Regions from separate parts of the Zea mays genome. Here region 2 is linked to region 1. A link is a contact called in public Hi-C data. All regions are on one chromosome and are shown on one strand. The core of a region is the stretch at or near the end of the contact, and the rest is flanking DNA. Distances in the headings are between cores, read along the strand shown. Region 1 holds the start of LOC100283898. Region 2 holds the start of LOC103643463.

Evidence for each region. A called contact is a pair of places that touch in the nucleus more often than the background predicts.
Region 2: a contact with region 1 is called in a Hi-C map of tassel, with 2.6 times the contacts expected there. The contact joins the promoter of LOC103643463 here to the promoter of LOC100283898 in region 1. A contact is called at or near these places in 6 of 25 Hi-C or Micro-C datasets (bundle sheath, ear, leaf and 3 more).

Annotation. Positions count from the first base shown.
Region 1 is chr1:238,038,790-238,046,383 of Zm-B73-REFERENCE-NAM-5.0, reverse strand. It overlaps LOC100283898, which reads left to right and starts at 3,646. Exons shown (of 2, transcript NM_001156796.2): 1 at 3,646-3,827; 2 at 5,035-6,276. The coding sequence starts at 3,792. The coding sequence ends at 5,943.
Region 2 is chr1:238,217,089-238,224,682 of Zm-B73-REFERENCE-NAM-5.0, reverse strand. It overlaps LOC103643463, which reads left to right and starts at 4,290. Exons shown (of 4, transcript NM_001363833.1): 1 at 4,290-4,490; 2 at 4,584-4,942; 3 at 5,064-5,210; 4 at 5,299-5,617. The coding sequence starts at 4,399. The coding sequence ends at 5,423. LOC109943513 reads left to right here and starts at 2,125. Exons shown (of 1, transcript XM_020546764.3): 1 at 2,125-2,929. The coding sequence starts at 2,173. The coding sequence ends at 2,775.

The DNA of each region.
Region 1 (7,594 bases), core at 2,397-4,896:
TAATAGTTAACTCTAGTGCAACTATGAGAATGATGAATATATGCCTAAAGATAGTTGGATTGGATCCATTATTAGACTCTGATAGATGGGACATGATTCACGAGGCCTTTAGAGTCTTAATGAGCTTGATAGTCCATTGGTAACATCTCTATAGTAAAGTGAGGGATCATTTAGGGATGATTAGAAATAATCTAGCTGGCACTACAATTCCGATGTGTACTGTTCATACGGACACCATTAGTGTGTTATCCCTCCTCTGCCTCTCGCTCTTTAGATCACAGCCGTATGTGAGGTGTAAGTACATCATTTTGTAGTGTTCGTGCCCCGAACGAGTAGGCTATTGTGAGTGTGATGGTTTGTGTATTAGGTCAGACTGTACATCTACTTCTTGGTATCAACTACACGTGGTTGGAAGATAGAATGCATAAAAGATCATGTTTGACTCTTGTCGGGTATCGTAATTAGAGATACCCAGATTATGCCCCTAAACACGCTTAACACCTAAACTACCATAAGACACATTCCTTGAGGTCAAGAAAGTATAAGTCACGAATCGCCCGAGACCCTGCCCGACGGTAGCTCGAAACTCCGCCTCGCCCGAGCCTGTCCTCGGGCAGAAGTAGTACCTAGAAAAATCCTCGTCTCACCCGAGGTCCCCTCTTCACAGAATGATGGTTTTTGCCTCGCCCCGAGCCCGTCTCGGACAGGAGGACAACCCCGAGTCCGCCCTCAGTCAAAGGTCACGGGAATCGCGGAGACATGGACATTTAATGCGAATACCTAACCATGTGACGCTACAGTCAAACAGGGAGCGACATGACCACAATACCATCACTTTCACCAACTACGATGACGCACACGCGGGAATAACGACCACTGCTCCCCCACGTCGTCTGCTGAGTTCAAACAACTCTGGATGGGACGTGCGTACGACAGAGCATGGTCTCACCCTTAGGAGGGAACTCCGCCTTGCTTGAAGTCAGCCTCAGCCTCGGAGAAAACTTTGCCTCGTCCGAGCTCGGCTTTGCCAATCACCCGACAACAACTCCCGGCGAATCCCGCAGGGGCCACTTTGACAACTGTGCTACCTCCTCCCAATATGACTGTACGCCTCGAGGCAGGCTCGACCAAGGCCTAGGGAGGAACCTTCGTCTCGCCCAAGCTTGGCCTCGGCCTAGGTAACATTGACTAAAGGACTTCACCAACTCCTCTGCGAAGGCTGCCGGCAACAGGATGGCTACATGACGAACGTCAAGTCTGCTTTAGGCATGTGGGGCGAATTACCACACACTTTTCACCATGCTTAACACTGTGGCAATAACTACGACTCGGACAACTCCTCCATCAGGCAGGCTTGGGTACGCGTCCGAGCCCCGGACCCTGATCTCGGCTCTCTGTATGGTCAAAGATGCAAATACAAGGATCAGACATCCTCCTCCCAGTTCAAGTCAACAGCAAGTACGAAGGCCGTATCGACGACTATATCGGCTGCAGAGGTTCGGACACATCTCCTCTCCCTTACGCGACAAACCATGGCGCTCCTCGGAGCCCTCCTTGAGTTGAGGCTATAAAAGGAGGAGCCCATGGCTTCATTCAGGGAGGGGAACACTTCGCGGTTTTTACCTCTACGACTGATATTGACACTTGCCTCAATCATCAACAGGAGCTTGAAAACTTCTCCCTCTCCCTACCGGCTTGTATCCCATACTACAACCACTTGTGTGCAAGTAATATAAGTCTCATTCTCCTTTGCTAGAAGGAGGAGCTTCTCTTATCCGAACCAGAATAAAGACTTGTGTCTCCTTGCATCACACATCTAGATCTAGGCACACAGTACTAATTCACTAGTTGGTTGGATCCTCGGATCGAAACGCTAACATCTCTATTGTTAATATTATATTTTACAACAGTAGACACATTGCACATGCATGAAAAATCAAGCCGGCCTGCTGCTGCTTCCTGATACAAATACCACCCGAGCGAGCTGAGCGAGCAACAGCACCCACTGTTTCAGTATATCCTAGCGCTGGTGCGCTGCCCATGGTTTTCGGCTATACGAGCAGAGAGAACTGCGCCGATCGACCGCGTTGAAAGAATGCCAGTATATAGGGGTAGGTGAATTGTTTCAGGCGAATTGAACTGCCCATGGTTTAATTCAAGCGAATTGAAGGCCCGGCGCAGGCCTTTTCAGAGAGGTAGCTCGGCTCGCACACCATCCGCCTAGCTAGCTCTCTCGGCCTCTCCATGCCTGCAGCGCCCAGTTCGCTGATGAGAGACAGGAGGAGCAGGGAGCATCAGGCACATGCGTGCATGGTCTCCTGGTCCAATGGCTACAGCCGTACAGGCTACCGAGGAAGGACGGGCCTACAGTACAATTATTATAGAGCAAGGCAGGTACAATGGCTCGGTTCGGCGCTGGATCCGGCGCCACGGCGGGCCGGCCGGCGATGGAGCCATTGGCGCCTTTGGTTGGCTGGGAGCTGGGACCACGGCGTCCGCACCAGCCATTTGATGCGCTATAAACCAACTGTGCCACGGTACTGCAACGGGTGTGGGAGGAAGGATCCATGGGGTTGGGCTGTGTGTTGCGGGAGACGATGGTGATTGGCTACCAACCATGTCGCGAACTTAACCCAAAGAAGAATGTTTCCCTTCTGATTGTTGCGTCTCTCTGAGATCTTCTTTGACGACGGGAGTGAACCAGGTTTTATAGAAGCTAAAATTAAAGAGTCATCACATATATAACCACTAATCTACTGTGAAATAAACCATCTTACAAAGCAGACCGCGGGACAGAAACAAGCGAACAAAGAAACAGAAGACAAGACGCCAGAGAGGCCTGAACCTGAAGCAACAACCAGAATCAACTACCAATAACTAGCCTACAGAACATCTTCAACATCCATGTCTTCGGCCCTTCTCCAAAACCCTTGAAGCCGCCATTTCATCGTCTTCAACTTATCATCCAAAAATCTGACATCCCACTCTCTCTCTCTCAAAAAAGTGCCATCTCTGTAAAAAAAGTGAAGATTTTATGAAAGTTTTCATTAGAACTCTTCGAAAATGTGATGCTCTATCCCTATTTTGTTTCGTACATTCCACAAACCACATAAAATAGCAGTAGCTAAAATGGAAAGTTCTATATGATAATCTCTACTCCCCATAGCAATCCTGGACTTCATCTAGATCTATCGGAACCCTATCCCGTCCTAAATAGAAAATCATTCACCATTCTCATAAAAGTACCCTTCAACAATGTCCCAACATTCTTGTCTAGACTTAGATTTTCGTCAAGCAAAACATAGGTCTTTTGAACAATCCTATCTTTTTAGCTTTATGATTAGCCTCAAAGTAGCAGCTCTCAAATGTTCCTTTAGTATCAATTCATTTAAGATTTTCTATTCTATTTGCCTCCAAACAATATCACAATCCCTCACTGAGATTCTCTCGCGCCATCTTGTGGAGTGTGCCATATAGGATCCCATCTCGGCCCATCAAGTGCTGGGCCTGGCAAGCGTCTTGCGCCAGGCGCCCAGACAGGTGGTTCGGGTGCAAAGCCCAGCCAGACGCAACAAATTAGAATGGCCCATCCATGGCACCAGCGGGCGCTACGCCATTTGCAGTGAGAGCGGAACTGAAAAGGCCATTTGTAGTGAAAAGCAAGGAGAAGGAAAAACGCGAAAGCTTTCCCCCTGCTCACCACCTGCTGGCTGCTGCTACAGTGCTACTGCCATTACGCCACCACACGAGCTTGCGCGGCGACTCGGCGGCGGTGGACGAAGCGGGACGCCATGGACTCCCGCCAGGGCCAGCAGCCCAACTACAAGGTTCGCATCGCTTCCTCTTGGGCCTCGGTTCACCGTACCGTTAGGTCGTCTGTTCGCGGCGGGTCGGAGTGCGGGTCGCGGCCAGGAGTGGGAGGACCGAGGTCCGAGGACGTCGACACCTCTCGAGGATGCGAGGGGAGCGCGTGCGGGGTGGTGTTCGCGGCCGAATTGGGGTCCCGGTTTTCATGCCCGATCGATCGCTTCTACCATGACGAGGGTTTTGGGTTTAGTTTAGCCTTGTAGGGCGGTATCCATGTTTATCCCGGTTTTCGAGACGGTTTTGGTCGCGGCGTGATACTTTCTGTAACAGAGTACTAGTGGTGAAGCAGGTTTTGTGCGTCAATGCTCTTGACGTCGTTTGCATATTGAGCCTTTTTTGTGAGGATTTTGCTCTTAGGTCTGTTTGTTTTACTTCTAAATTATATAAGTTAGATTATAGTAGAAGAGTAGGAAGATAAAATATCACTTTGGTACAACAAATAAGCTAGCAGCTTATTTGTGATACCAAAATGATATTTTAACATATTACTCTTCTATTATAATCCAACTTATATAATCTAGAGGGGTCTTAATCTGGCTGCCAGGTTTTGGGAGTTTTTTTGTCCAGGACTAAACACAAAGTCAAGGCTTTGATATAAAAAACAGGGTTTTATTTAGATATTCTTTTTTGAACAAGAGCCGTGGAAATTTAGATTACCAGAAAACAAATAGATGATTATGTGAGTCTTGAGTTAAAGGGCTCATAAGCTGGACTACAGTTACATGGTGGTCGGGAGCTTCATCTGAACACCAGGTCGTCTGACGCTGCAACTGGTTCCTCAAAGTAACTGCAGTCGGTGCTGTACAATGTGCACTTGCTCCTGTGCACTAGCATCAACCTTTACAAGTTCTTGGAAGTTATTTAGCACTAAGATTTCATCAGCATTCTTAGCATTAATTGCTATAGTATCAAAAAGGGATAGTGGTACGAGTTGGTTGGATACTAACTATTGCTATACGTTGTGAAGGAAAGTAGGTAATACCAAAAGGGATTAAGGTTTATGTGTGGTGTTTACTGGATCAGTTTTTATTATTTTCTTGTGCTTTGTACAACTACCTGCATTCTTGCTTTGATGTTCTTTTACTGCAAAGTTCGACACATTATATTTTTTATGAAAGATTGAAGATTACTTATTATTTTTTTTTGGTTCCGCTGTCCTCTCTGCAGATTTATATTAGGATGATGAAAACAGTTCTGCTTGACGTGAAGTCCACTGATACCATAGATCAGATTAAGTCTAAGATTGGTGCTTTAGAGGGGATTGACAATAGCCAGCAAGAGCTCTTTTTTGCTGGAAGTCATTTGGAGAAGGACAACAGACTTGCTGATTACAACATCATGACAAACTCTTGTGTCGACCTTTATGTAACTGATGGGATGCAGATCTCTGTCAGTATCCCCTCTGTTTGGAAGACCATCAAGCTCAATGTGATGAAATCCCAGAGTGTTGCTGATGTCAAGGCGATGATCGAACAGATGGGGGGAATTCCTCTGGATGAACAAATCCTGATGCATGGATGCCAAAAGCTTGAGGACAACAAGTTGTTGAGTCAGTGTGGCTTGAGCAATGGCCACACCCTGCATGTTTTGGTCCGCCCCACCGACAGGCTGCATATCTCCGTGGATGTTGATGGTGAAGAAACTCTGAATCTGGATGTCAAAAGCTGGTATACTGTTGCTGATGTCAAGTTGATGATCGACACCTTGGAGGGTTTACCTGCAAGAACACAGATACTCATGCACACTCAACCTGGTGGCGCTAACACAGTACTCAAAGACATTGAAACACTGCAGAATCAAGGCATCAAGAACAACGACATTGTCGCTCTGTATCATAAAGTCAACTTCTTCGTCAAGACATATGAGGGGAGGAATCTAGTGTTATCAATGAGGACTTGTGACACTGCAGAGGAAATCATGAAGGTGATTGAAGAAAAGCTTAAGGTCAACACAGGTGTTTACTACCTGCACTACAGGGGGCGTGTTCTGGCTCTTGGGGATACTCTTCGGAAGCACAAGATCGAGAACAATTGCACGGTCGATGTCCGCCTTCGGAATTCACATGTAACGAAGTGAAACAAAAGGGGGTGCCTTGGGTCTTCTGGGTGCTAGACCATGGGGCAAAACTTAAAAAGTTGCTTAGCCTCAGAGAGAACTATAGCTTTTGCCATTTTGCGGTCGTGGTTAGTTAGTGGATGTTTGTGGCTCTTGACTGGGTAAGGTCTTTTGTTACCTGTCTGGTGGTTGCACCTGCGTAACCTCTCAAGCATGCATTGCCTGTCTGATGGCTGTACTTGTGTAACCTCTCAAGAACGGTGTCTGTCTGGTGACTGGTGGTAAAAATACAGTTCTGTTATATGGTTCTAGTTCTACCCACTCCCTTTTTCTCATAGTAACCATTGATCCGAAAACCCCAGCATGATCCGAAAACCAAGCACAGCTAAAGTTTGATAAATGCGCAAATTGAGACAGGATTTGTACAACAAGGTTCCACCATTACCCTACTTTTATCACCTATCACCGCGAGAAGAGACGGGTACCAAGTAGTCCTACTTGAACTTGAAGCTGCAAGAGAACAATAATGGGATGTGTAAGTAATAATTGTTCATTGCGTCAACCATTGGTGTTTATATACACACTCCGGTTTCTAAAAGAAAGCCGTTTTAGATATGATTTTAGTATAAAAGCCCGTTTGATAGGGCTCCGGCTCCGGCTTTTGTCTAAAAAAGCCAGAGTTTTGCCAAACATCTTTTTTAAAACGGCTTATGCGAAAAGCATCTAAAAGCCAGAGCTACTTTAGTACAACGGAGAAGAAGCTATAAACAGTAAGTAGCTTTACCGGCTCTGGCTCTAAAACTTTAATACAAGGAAATGACTTCAGCTTTACCAAAAAAAAACTGTTTTTCAGGAAAAACCAGAGGTAATTTCCATCACTAACCTCTGGTAGAAGTGATCTTTTCAGTAATGTTTTTTATCATGGTTTTCAAATGGTCTGATTTATCGCGATAAATCAGTCTGGTCAGTCAGCTGTGCTGATCAGGACCACCGACCCAATTAGGTTGGCTAATCGTCCAGACGTCCGACTAATCGTCTAGTAATCGAGATTACTCGTTAGTTCATTGTGCGACTTGAAATCTGGAATGCGAAAGGTCGCCTCTGTGTTTTTTTTGGGCGTGAGGCGCCTCATTTCCATAATGGCGCCGTATTCATTACTGATTGGCAGCGTGGAGCCTCGTTTCCAAAACCATATTTACTTTCCTGTTTTCTTTTGATCTATCTGTCTCATTTCCCACATCTGTCTTCTTCCTGGTGGACGAGGCTCATCTCCGGCTGCTCCTCCTCCTGAGTCCCCGACCAACTGATGTGATTACCCTGTTTGTTTTTGGCTTCTGGCAGTTTCTGGCCACCAAAAGCTGCTGCGGACTGCCAAACGCTCAGCTTTTCAGCCAGCTTCTATAAAATTCGTTGGGGCAAAAACCATCCAAAATCGACATAAACATATAATCGGTTAAGTCGTTGTAATAGTAGGAATCCGTCACTTTCTAGATCCTGAGCCCTATGAACAACTTTATCCTCCTCCACACCTAATCGTAATGATACTCAGATTCTCCTCACAGCCAGATTCTCCCCACAGCCAGATTTTCAGAAAAGCTAGTCAGAAAAAAGCTGAACCAAACAGGCTCATCTCCAGCGACTCAAGCAGACAACACTATCGAAATTCGGTTTT
Region 2 (7,594 bases), core at 3,041-5,540, 180 kb before region 1:
AAATGTTGTACAGAATTCCAACTCCTGAACGGACCAGGTAGCATTGGGAAGCTCCAATGGACAATGCAGAATTCCACCATTAGCAACTGTTACTGCTAGTGGAGTCTCCAAACTCACGAACCCAGACAATGAAGAAGTGCGAGAAGTGTTTAGAAAACAGTGAGAACTGCCCGAATCCAAGAGTATCAACATGTTCTCATCCTGAAGCTGGCCTTGAAGCCGGAAGGATCTAGACGGAGCCTTCTTTGGGGATATGGCTTCTGTTGACAGCAGGACCATGAAGGTTTCAGCAGAATCTTCAAATTCGCCCTCTGATTCCTGGGGTTCCGAAGAAAACATTTCCCACAGTTCTTGGACAGCATGTAACTGAATAGTGTTCGCACACTTATGACCCTTGCTCCATTTTTCAGCACAGAACTGACAAAGGCCTCGTGCTCGCCGATAAGCGCGCAATGATGCTACCTTGCTGTCAGCAGACGCAGGTGGTGTAGCCGCAGCTGATTTGGAACTGTCCAGCTGTTTTCCCCACCGAGAAGGCTGGCCTTGTTGAAAAACAGCCCGTGTAGAGTGTGCATGATCCACGCGGCCAGACTCCCGACGACGAGAGGTCTCCGCCTCCTCCTGCAACAATGCCAAAGCACAAGCAGTATCCAAGTCGCCCGGACGTTGAACAAGAATAACAGATTTAATGTCATCACGGAGGCCATCTATGAACTTCATAGTATAATATAATGGATCAGTGGTGTGTTCATAAGTGACCAGTAAATCAATAAGCTCACTAAAGCGATCCACATAATCTTGCACCGTGGAGGTTTGGCGAATGTGAAATAGCTTACGAATTACTAACTCATGCTGCTCACGACCAAACCTATCATTAATGGACTGGCAGAATTGTCGCCACGACATGGATGGAAGTCGTGGTTCGACAGATTGTAACCAACGATCAGCAACTCCCACAAAATGCATTGTAGCCACTTCAACCCACATAGATGCTTCAGTAGCATACATATGGAAATACTTTTCACATTTGGATTGCCATAGTTTCGGATTGGATCCATCGAACGAAGGAAAATTCAACTTAGGCAATCCTCCCAACTGGCGTGGCGACCATCCACGGGGATCTGGCTCATTAAACCCTACACTACCAGGTTGGGGAAAGGTGAACGAAGGAGAAGCATAGGGGTTGTGCATACCCGTGACCGGGTAGCGGGCGTCAGCACCGGGGTGCCAAGGTCCGCTATCCCGGTGATGTGAGTCGTTGCGGTGCCCAAAACGAGGGCCGTCGGCGACATCCCCGGCGACAGATGAGCGTCCCGGTGCCGACCCGTGCGCGCCCAGCACGCCCGGCATGTGGAAGCCGTCGGCGCGCGCACCCCGGGACCACTGGATCTCCATCTTCGACACTTCCGATCGAAGCCAATCCACGGAGGAGTGGAGATCATCGAGGGACGCATCCACGCGTGGACGCCAGAACTCGTAGATGCCCGCGGTAGACTCGAGCGCCGCCACCCGGTAACCCAGGTCGGCCTCGATCTGCCCGATTTTGGCGTCCGTCGAGGCATCCGCAGCGGTAAGGTGTGCCTCAACATCAGCACGAAGGGTGCCCGAAAACTCCGACAAGGATTGCGCAGCCTCCGTCGCCCTGGACTCCAGAGTGCTGACCCGAGATTCCCATTTGCTGTCGAGGAGTTGCAGCCTCTTGTCCAACTCCGATAGGAGGGCTCTGGTTTGGGATTCCAGCGCCAAGGTCAAGGTGGGATCGATCTGGGACGGGGACGCCATAGATCGCAAGGGAACGAAGCCCTCTGATACCAGGTTGTTAGCTACCTAAGGAGAAGAAGAGGGGATAGCTTGGGGAAGAAGAGAATGGCAGGGAACGGAGAGTTTCTTAGAGATTCAGAATAGTTTTCATTACAAGCATACCCTTCCTGAACACACACACTCATTATTTATACTAGCAGGCACTGGTAGCCCAGACCCGCCTGTCAGCCACAAGACATTACACCCACTCAGGACCAGAAATACGGACATTGGCGCGGCGCTTGCGACCGACCTGTTTCTCCACCAAGTCTGGCTTCAACGTCTCCCCTGGTGATGGATCAGTAGCTGGTGGTGTAGTAACAAGGTCCTTGCAAATCGCTTGCCGGTTTTGCCTGCAGCAACCAACAGAAAATGAAGACGCTACAGGCAGCTTCTGCAGATCAAAACGGTGGTGACTCAGACGCTTCATCCATGAAGAAAAGCCTCTGCATGGAAAGCAAGGTCACGGAGACAGCCAGCAGCAGATGTGCTGGTGAATCAGCGAAATGTTCATCTGGTGAAACAGACACGAACATCAACCGATCCCTGTTGTTGAAGGCAGCGGAGCCTATAACTCACGCCATTGATATCACGGAAGCAGCCATGAGAAAGGCAGAAGCCACCATGGCAAAAAAACTGTCGATGAACAAGACGCTGAACGATAGCCGTATCGACAAGGACGCGCCATGCTCCATCGACGCCAAGGCCGACGATTCTCAGCAGGCGCCAAAGGTGTACACCGCGGTGTGGGTCGACACCGACACGGACACCCTGCGCGCTCGGCTCGTCGACTCAATGCGGCACTTGCGCAGGATGGCATCTCGGCGGCGCCATCGGCACAGGAAGCGCGGCTCGAATAACAAGTGGAGGCTGTGGAGAATCGGGCCAACGCTCCTGGTCATCCTCCTGCTTGTCTCCGCGGTGCAGCTGCTGTTCATACTCTGGCTGTACCGGAGGCTCCTGAATCAAAATTAGACAAAATGTATGTTAGTGCTTTCTTGTTGGAGTTATTGATGTTTTGTAGTATATGATTTTAGTAATGCATACCTTGTCTACAAGAATAGTGTCGAGATGGGTTCCAGTTCCAGATACGAAGGGTGATTCAGCCGACCGGTTTCCGAATTTTTTATATTTTGGCCCTTTCCCAGAAAAAAATACACGTTTGGATCTTAAAATATTTTAATGTCATTTTTGGACCCTCTGCTCGGCGCCATCGCCAATAGCGCCGAGGTAACACAGTTCAGCGCCATAACCTATGGCGCCAAGGTGCGTGCTGCGCTGGCACAAACGGACGTCGTGGCATTGACGTGGCACCGAGCTCGGCGCCATAGATCTTGGCGCCGAGCTCTATAATGTACACAAAACTTGTCTAGCTCAGTTTGTTTTAATACTTTTTTTTTGTCTTTGTCACTGATTTTTTTTGTTGTCCAGATTTTTCGTTTATGTCGCTGATTTGTCCGTCTAGATTTATTTCTTATCCAGATTTTTTGTTTTTGTGACTGATTTGTTTATCCGTCCATATTTTTTTGTTTATCCAGCGAGCACAGCGGCTGTGTGCCACATTGGCCGCAAGCCGTCAACTTTCCCCCTTGTTTGTTCAGCTAACCACAATAAAAATCAAATGAGAACACTCTTATTTCAATCATGACCACATAAAAATATTATATTTTCATTGAGTTCTTTTGAACATAAATTCTAAAAACATAATAACATATTCTCAGTAAAAAGAAGCACACATATTCCCAGTATAAATATACTTGCACTGGTTAGCGGCTACCGGTTTAGCTATGATAAATTTTAATTAATATTAAAAAGTATAATTTCGAATACATTAGATTATTGGAGTTTTAGAGTCCAAAATATAAATATACTAGGTATAAATAAACAGTGACTTGATGATTTTATAAAGTACTCCGACTTCCATAAGGTGGGTTACTTATGTGCATGGTACTTGCGTCACGGAGTTTGAATAAACAAAAACAAAAACAAAAAATATCTAGATGAATAAATAAATCTGGCGGACAAATCAGCGACATAAACGAAAAATATAGACAACAAAAAAAAATTAGTGACAAAGACAAAAAAAATATTGAACGTCCACCATGGGGCTTGAACCCACAACCTCAAGGTTAAAAGCATTGTACTCTACCGACTGAGCTAGACATACTTTGTTGTTACACATCCGAGCTCGGCGCCATAGATCTTGGCGCCGAGCTCGGTACCACGTTGACGCCACGTCGTTCATGTTGTGCCAGCGTAGCACGTACCTCGGCGCCATAGCCTATGGCGCCGAGATGTGTTACGTCGGCGCCATAGGCTATGACGCCGAGCAAAGGGTTCAAAAATGACATTAAAATCTTTTAAGGTCTAAATGTGAATTTTTTTTTGAGAAAGGGATAAAATACAAAAAATTCGGGACCGGTTTAGGTGCACGGGACCTTAGTGTGCGCGGGAGAGCCTGAAATTTGAAGGACCTTGGCGGGAAATATGAAATTTCAAAACGAGAGCACACTACGGTCCCCTGGCTGCACGGGTGGTGAAAAAAATACGAGCCAAATCCCAAAAGCGCTTGTGGGGAACGGAAACGAGGGAGGTAGGATGAATTGGCAGCAGCACCGGAAGAATTACCCGAGCGCGATGCGGTCGTCCAATGGGCAGACCACGCTCAAATCCTTTCTCTTCAAGCCCAGGTATGCCGTCTGATTCGCATCCATCCCAATTTTCGCCCCCTCCGGGCCAGCACTTCAATCTCCGTTCCTTGCATTCTCCTATTCGTGTGTTAGGGTTGTCGATGGAGTACCGTCACCACCGCCGGCGGCGGTGATGGAGGCGCCGATCTGTTCGCCGGAGCCGCCGAAACGGGAGATTGTCAGAGTCACCAAGACGACCATTAAGGAGAAGGCGAGCGCGTTCTCCTCGGTGGGCTCCACGGGGAAGGACGGGGGCGGCGGCGCTTTGAGCGCCGCGGTCTTCAAGCGGTTCCACAGTTCAGCCCCACGGGCGAGAGCGGAAGGCGACCGCGTGCAGGCAGGGGAAGACGGCGACCTCGAACTCGGCGGTGCAGGCGACGCCCGGCTGGACGTCGAAGAGACCGGGGCGGAGAGCCGCCGCGGGCCCAGGAGTAAGCGGAAGAGCCCCATTGGTGCGTCCAACCAACCATGCTCCTCTTGCATCTCGCTCAAATTTTTTCCGACTTCCGAGACCTTCCCCTCGTGTCAGCCTTTCACACGATGACGCCATGACGGCAATATCGGTCTATTCAGGCGGCCACGAGTACATGAGCGAGGCCAAGGCCAGACGCGTGGTGGTTCTCGGCGACGATCCGAGGCCGCGGTCGGCGACTACGCGAGGGCGTGCGAGGCGCTCCCGCGGCGGTGAGGGTGAGGGCGGCCGCGCTCTGTACAACCACTGTAAGATCGATCCCCTCTCCCGAACTCTTAACGGCCGGTGAGTCTTGGAGCAAACAGCAATCGACGCAGTGGTTTGTTTCGGTGGCAGACGCGAGCGGAGGCGGGTGGTGGCACGGCGACAAGGAGGGCGTGGACGGGGAAGAGATCGGCTGGACGGACGACATGTGGGAGGGTATGGGATCCGTCACGCTCGGCGGCCTGGAGTGGCACTAGCCGTGCCGTAGTCGCGGCCGTCTGCAGAGCAGAACCGCCCCGTCACGGCCACGGCAACCGGCAGAGTATTACTACTAGTTACTAGGAATAAATGAACTATATTAGTCGGCAAGTGATGCTCTGTTTGTGTTTGATATTAGGAATTCAAAGAACAGTTTAGTTTCCAGTGGAATCATGAAATATTGTGGCTCACCAAACTGGACCAAAAATATTTCAGACCTGTTCGAATTTCATGTGGTTCTTGCATGTTTAGGTATGGTAATTGCAAAGGCAGTGGGGCGATTGGTGCAAATTGTATGACCAGTCATATTCGATCGGTAGCGAAGTTAACAAATATTTTATCGAGTTATCATCATTACTAACTAAATCTAAACTATAGAATTACATTTATTAACAATGTTTTTTTAGAAATTTAGAAAGTTATTGGGGACCAGCTGACCTAAATAACTAGGTTTTGTTTAAGTGTTGCTATCTCTACCGCAAAAGGAGTTTTACAATCTAAGCTTCAATCCTAAATTCTAACTAGAAAGGAGAGACAGAAACTTAAGTACTTAATATAAATGTTGAAGGTAAAGAGCAATGTTAGAGATGTAAACTCCTGTGGACGACGCCATTATTTTTACCGAGATACGCAAGGTCCCAACTAATCCTTGTTGGTGCCTCTACGCAAAGGGTAGACCACATAAGGGCCAAGCACCACAGACGAGTAACTCCATAGAGAGACGTGGGCATTCTCCATGCGTAAGTGGTGCTCTACTTTCGGCTCCTCTCGGACGCTCCCCGTTGTCTCCAGTGTCGAGATTACGGCCGAAATGCCATGGGCCTAGTTCCCTCCGGTACATGGTAGTAGTCGTGACACAAACGCGGTTGTCAAGGTCTCGCCCCACTCGGTACAATATTTATTACAACGACACACGCAAGAGCCGAGGGGTTGTATGGGGTTTTCTAACTCACTCAACTAACTAGGATTCACCTAGAGCAATCACATAAACGGTCTAACTAACCTAAGCACTTCGGAAAGCACATACGCTAATTATCGAGTGATTCTATTGAGCACTTGGGTGTTTACGCACTTAGAAATGTCTATAACATGTGTTGGTATGTTGCTTAGACTCCTACACTTTCAGGTGCCGGTTGGAGGGGTATAAATAGTCTCCCCTCAAATATAGTCGTTGGACAGAAAGCTAACTATTTCTGTCGTCGGACGCACTGGACAGTCCGGTGCACCAGCTCCCGAGAGTCCGTTTGCGGAACTCTCTGCGCAGACTGTCCGATGTGCCACTAGTGCGTTGGCTGACTGTTCATTTCTTCTTTTTCTTCAATCTTTATCTTGGGCTTTTTTAGCTTTGAGTCTTGAACTTGTGCTTGATTTTTATTGATCTTCTAAGTATCTTTTATGTCTTCTTTTGAGGTGTTTTATCCTCAAGGCCTTAGTCCAAACCTCTTCGCATCCTGTGAACTACAAAACACAAAGACTTGGAAAACATTAGTCCACAAGGTTGTGTTGATCATCAAAAACCAAAATCACTTAGCCAGATGGCCCGTGGTTCATTTTCCTTGTAGACCCCAAACTTGGATCGTGTGAAAGGAACCAGGGCCTCACTCAAATCACCTGATTACAGCTCACCGAGTGTCATTGCTAGCCCATCAAAGAAAGCATGGCATGACCCACCGCTCCCTGTCCTTGTGAATGGGGTGCATGGGAGAAAGTGAAATAGAAAGACAGAACGAGCCCTCAGACATATCTCTGTACAATGGCCACTCATCCTAGCCATCTGCATCAGCATTGTGAGGATTAACAGCTGGTGGCACATTGGTGTCACCAAGCCTTGCGGACGATATCATCTACAGACAGCCTGGCCACGACATGACTAGCCGCCTCATCATAACCCTCTAACACATCCTCTAGTCCATCGTCTGGGACATCTAGAGGAAAATCGACGACGTCCTGGAGCCCACAACTAGAACGAAGCTCCTCGACGACCAAGGCTATAACTACCCCCTAAACGCTAAAATCGATAATATCCTAAATACTGCACGAGATATCATCCAAGCGCTCCACCAGGGACGAACCTCGAGCCCCGACATACTTTGCAACTTGGCCCGCTCGGCGGCAAAGCTTCTCTAGCTCAGCCTGTAGGACTAAGAAAGAGGAGGGAAAAAAGAAACAC